2 separate regions of the Triticum aestivum genome follow, and region 1 is linked to region 2. A link is a contact called in public Hi-C data. All regions are on one chromosome and are shown on one strand. Each heading gives the region's core, a stretch centred on a gene start, on an enhancer-like site or on the middle of the called end of the contact. The rest is flanking DNA. Distances are from core to core; before and after follow the strand shown. Region 1 holds the start of LOC123077841 (late embryogenesis abundant protein Lea14-A). Region 2 holds the start of LOC123077840 (3-methyl-2-oxobutanoate hydroxymethyltransferase 1, mitochondrial).

Evidence for each region. Hi-C and Micro-C count contacts between places; a contact is called where the count stands out from the background.
Region 1: a contact with region 2 is called in a Hi-C map of leaf, with 6 times the contacts expected there. The contact joins the promoter of LOC123077841 here to the promoter of LOC123077840 in region 2. A contact is called at or near these places in 3 of 5 Hi-C or Micro-C datasets (all in leaf).

The regions. Positions count from the first base shown.
Region 1 is chr3D:127,872,402-127,875,175 of IWGSC CS RefSeq v2.1, reverse strand. LOC123077841 (late embryogenesis abundant protein Lea14-A) reads left to right here and starts at 1,491. Exons shown (of 1, transcript XM_044500176.1): 1 at 1,491-2,305. The coding sequence starts at 1,613. The coding sequence ends at 2,068.
Region 2 is chr3D:127,526,127-127,528,826 of IWGSC CS RefSeq v2.1, reverse strand. LOC123077840 (3-methyl-2-oxobutanoate hydroxymethyltransferase 1, mitochondrial) reads left to right here and starts at 1,375. Exons shown (of 5, transcript XM_044500175.1): 1 at 1,375-1,855; 2 at 2,539-2,700. The coding sequence starts at 1,466.

The sequences.
Region 1 (2,774 bases), core at 242-2,741, 350 kb before region 2:
CCGGTCGGGAGAAGGGTGCGGTAGATTGACCGCCTCTCCCACCACTCGACCCACTTAAAATGACAATTTTGATGTGTCTAATTGTCGCAACCAAAAGGCCCACACATAACGGTTTCTACATATGCAACATTGTAACATTTTTGTCCAGATTATGACATGTGAAAGAACATCGCAACATTCAAAACACATCGATACAATATATATTTATTTGTAAAATAAAATATTAATTGACCACAACACATCTTTGAGAACAATTGTTTACAAGGTATGCAAACATAGAAGCCAACATTTGCAACAACACGGAATAGCTTGGCAACATGAACATAACACTTGTTATGGATGTCTAGATGCTTATAGTTGTTGTGGCATGTCGTTCACGTGTACAAGACAAAATAGTACATGCTTGCATGAAATACCCCTTGGAAGATAACTCTTATGTGGTCTAGTGGTAGGCAACTTGGCTGGAGCTGTCGTTGACCCGGGTTCAACGACTCATTCTCCTATCAGAATCACAGAGTGAGCTTCTTTCCCTCTATTCTCATTTTTTTTGTAACACCCTTTGGAATATTAAAAAATATTGATTTCGCTAACTTCTCACATCAATGATGGAGGCACAAAGCTCACCGATTCAGGCTCACATGCCCATGAATCTGTCTTTGTTGGAGGCATGCAACCCCTTTGCACTGGATGGGGAGATCGCGGCCTGATTCCCCGTAATCTCCTAGCCTTCCAGGAACTCAATGTTTGGGAGGACTTTAGTTTCGAGCTCCATCATCAGGTCATGACAACGAGCTCCGTGAGATCGATCTAGGTCAGAGAGGTAGTGGAGGAACGACATAACCGAAAGAATGACACATGATGGAAACAAATTAACATCGATCAATATGAGATGCGTGGGAAGGGGAAGAGGGCAGAAAGCGTGCACATGCCATGAGTAACGTGGAGCCAATGGCGTGAGTGCACCAATCCGACCGATGGAGCGTCATTGGTGATACAATCATTAGGGCTCATTCGTTTTGTAGGGATATTGAAAGATTTCTATAGGATTTTCTTTTGGCATAATTCTTTTTCTATGTATGGTAGTGAGATACTAGATTTCTTAGGATTGTCTGCATATTGACATATTTCCTAAGAAATAGCATTTGATAAGACTCATTTACTACTCCCTCTGCTCGCTTTTATGTAACGTTTTAGAAAGTTCAGATAGTGCCCACAACAGTTCAAAACTAGCTGTCTAAAATGCCTTATAAAAACAAACGGAGGGGGTAAATGTTTATGTCCTGGTTTTTTTTTTTTTTGCAACTTAAAAGACCCGAACGCTAGTCCTACTGCACAAGTCGGACCCTCCGTCCTTTCGATTCGGAACCGTGCCGACTTGCGGCCACCCGTCGCGCTCCTGGTGGTGGGCGTCTCCCCTGCCGACGCGCGCCTACCACGCATTCCGTCGACGTGTCTGCCGCGTAAACCCAACCTCGTGCCCTTTATATTCCAGGGATCTCGACGGAGCAAACCCATCAAGCTAGCAGCACGGCATTAAACTAATTTGACAGCGATCCCGATCCGTCATCACATCTCACACGAGACAGTCGTTCGATCCGTCCGTGGAGCAGCCATGGCGCAGCTGATGGACAAGGCCAAGGGGTTCGTGGCCGAGAAGATATCGGGGGTGCAGAAGCCGGAGGCGGACCTGTCGGACATGTCGGTGCAGCACGTTGGCCGCGACGGCGCCACCCTGTCCGGCCGCCTCGACGTGCGCAACCCCTACTCGCACACCATCCCCATCTGCGAGATCAGCTACTCCCTCAAGAGCGCCGGCCGCGACGTGGCCTCCGGGACCATGCCGGACCCGGGGTCGCTGGTGGCCAGCGACACCACCAGCCTCGACATACCGGTGAAGGTGCCGTACGACTTCCTGATGAGCCTGGTGAAGGACGCCGGCAAGGACTGGGACCTCGACTACGAGATGCGCGTCGGCCTCACCGTCGACCTCCCCATCGTCGGCAACTTCACGCTGCCGCTCACCAAGGCCGGCGAGCTCAAGCTCCCCACGCTCTCCGACCTGTTCTAAACTTACCGCCGCACCCAGCTAAGTAGGTTCGACCGTGCCGTACTAGCTGCTGCGCTCTCCATCGCCTGTACGGGTGATGGGTAGTACTGGGCTGGGCGAGCGGGACGATCGATCGCTGCCTAGCTCTGTTTTTACTTCGGATCGCGGTGTGGGTGTGCACGACGTAATAATGATGTATTGCGTGTTGTATTTCTAGACTTTTATACGTGAATAAAATAAACAGACGGGTTTACTGTACTCCACAGGCTGTCTCCGTTCATTGTTGGCTAGATGCATGTGATCTTTTCACCGCACGTGCAGTCTGAGTCGGGCACTCTTTTTTTTAGGGCTTCTGAGTCGAGCACTCGAGCAACCAGTGTTCACTGCTCAGTACATTGAGTGGTGGAGGAGGAGCGCTGGACCTGGAGAGGCCAACTGAGTCGTAGTTCATGACCTGAGGGAGTACTGTGATCAATGATAGTACAACATGTTAAAACTTCAGGGGAAATTAGTGGTGGAGTTAAGTTTACGTTCAGGGGTATCCTCGTTGTGTGCTTTGGCACAGAACCATGTATCAGTTGTGTGTCCAAGGGTTGTGTGTGTTCTGGCATTGGGAATTGTTGGCCCTTGTGCTTTTCTGTATTATGTGTGGGCTACTGCTCCTCTATTAGCAAATGAGTTTGCTGCTGCTTGTTCAACCGCTGTCTGCGTTGGGGCGACTGATGTT
Region 2 (2,700 bases), core at 126-2,625:
AACTTTCCGCCGAACACGCACAGGACGTTCAATCGGCTGCATTATGTGGCCAGAAGCTAGCGCGTGCCCATCTTATGCCTTTGCTTCTTTCTACGTTGACTTCCTCTTCCCCCGCTGCTACCCCCCCCCCCCCCCCCGGCGCGCGCTGGCCGCCGGCAAGCTGCTACCACACGTGGGCGGAGGATGAGCCAGAGTGCACGCCGGCGAGCTGCTACCACACATGGCCGGAGTAAGAGACGGAATCCGCGCCGGCGAGATGCTCCCCGCACAGATGCAAACATCTGGCCAAGCCGCAACCACCGAGAGCTTCGTGCATGGCCGTGTTATGGTGGCGAGACGAGCGGCGCGTCAGTGGAGCTGAACGACGGACGATGAGCCCGATTAATGGTGCAGTGGTGGAGCGCGGTGGGGACACCATGACAATATTGCAACCATCATCACGATTTGCTAGAACCGGCGTCGTATTTTGCTGGAACCAGAGACCGCGGTTGCTGGAAGCACCCCCATCACAAAATCGATGAAATGCTACGACCAGCTTGGTGATTTGCTGGAACCGGCTTTCCTCCCTCAATGGTGACCATGGTGACCACGGGGAATGTTACAACCACATCCTTTTTTGCTACAACCACATCCTGTTTTTGCTACCACCGGCGACTTTTTTGCTACATGCGTGGCAGACGACGGGCACGGATGCTTCAACCTGATATGGAGAAAAGCTTCAACTCACCTAGGAGAAGTTACAACCGGTGGCCGAAAAAGCTTCAACAGGCATAGTGGAAAAAGCTTCAACCCCCATGAAAAAGCTTCACCCGTGGAAGAATGCTTCAACCGGCGTAGGAAATGATTCAACCGGCATAGGAAATGCTTCAACCAGAGGTTAAAAAAGCTTCAACCGGGGACGAGTCCGTGGGCGCACGAGCGGCGACAGCGACGAGCGGCGACGGAGAGGGAGAGGACGGGGGTGCTGCGACGGCGAGGGAAAGGGCGTGGATGCTTCCTATTCTCGCCGGAGCACACGCACGCGGTGGCTGGGGCAGGGACACATCGCGCCGAATGAATCTGAAGCGTGGAGAGGGAGGAAGAAGATGATATGACGTGGGAGGAGGGGGGATCGGACGGCTCGGCTCCTGCCTGCTAGATCGCACGGCTGCAGGCTGACCGGGCCAAACTTCCGGCGCGTATCACTGCCCTTTTATTTTTACAGTAGTAATTTCCCCTGGCAAAACACAGTACTATATGAATATAGTTTCTAAATATATATTTTTTGTCACGTATATTTAGATAGTTAAATTGTCGTTCTAAAACTACGCGAATGACTTATTCACGTGGTAGAACGCAAACCCTTGCACACGCACTCACAACCTACCAACCCCGCCCCCCAAAATTCTCATTCTCAGTATCCAAAGACTCCCGTCGCTCTCGTGTCGCACCAACCAACCACACTCGAACGCCGCCGCTTCGCACGATGGCGACGGGGCACGCCTTCCGGCGCCTGGCGCGGCGGATGCTGAGCAACGTGCCGGAGTCGACCGTCTATGGGGGCCCGCGGCCGCAGGAGGCGGCGGCGGCGCGGCGCGTGACGGTGACGACCCTCCGCGGGAAGCACCGCCGGGGGGAGCCCATCACCGTCGTCACCGCCTACGACTACCCCTCCGCTGTCCACGTCGACTCCGCGGGGATCGACGTCTGCCTCGTCGGCGACTCCGCCGCCATGGTCGTCCACGGCCACGATACCACCCTCCCCATCTCCCTCGACGTCATGCTCGAGCACTGCCGCGCCGTGGCGCGAGGCGCGTCGCGGCCGCTCCTCGTCGGCGACCTCTCCTTCGGTTGCTACGAGTCCTCTTCCACGCAGGTAGTAGTTCCCCGCTGGCGTCCCTCCCATTCTCGTCCTCTCCGATTCGATCCGATGGAGATTGAAATTAAATTGCCGTAATGCCGCCCGTTAGCAATTGCTTCTTTGCCACTGCTGGTGTGGTAGGTGTGCCATGGTTTGCACTCCCCCTATTTACCTCTCCAGTTGCCATTTGCTATCGTCAGTAAGGAATTGCTATGCTTGCTCGTGTGACGGCACTAATTTTGCCAAGTCCCGTAGAATAGCGTTAGCTGTTCCCTGCTCTAAGGAGATTACCATTTTCCTTGATTGATTCCCTTCTGGTTTGTCACAACTCACAAAGCCTTTACCCTTGAGTTCAGAAAACTGATGGTGCAACCTTGATGTGCTAATAAAGTTCAATTGATCGTTGATATTGTTGTCACAATGATCTATCTGTAATTGTAGTTTTTAAGCTAAAAAGGAGGTTCAGACTCGGTTTTATTTCTTAGTTGCAAATGCAGCTACATCACTACATCTCAAAATATATAAAATGATAACCCAACTCATGAGCATGCTGAATACGATAGACATGAACATATGAGGCATATCATAGTGTATTGGTAATACGGTATCTAGATGTGTCAAATGGTATCTACAACTTCAGTGTATAAGAGCTAGGCATTTTGGGCTTGAGCTTTCATGTAATATACCTTTTCTTACAGGCTGTTGACTCTGCGGTGAGGGTGTTAAAAGAAGGTGGAATGGATGCAATCAAACTGGAAGGAGGAGCTCCATCTAGGATCAGTGCAGCTAAGGCTATTGTGGAGGCTGGAATTGCTGTCATGGGGCACGTTGGGCTTACGCCGCAGGCTATTAGTGTACTT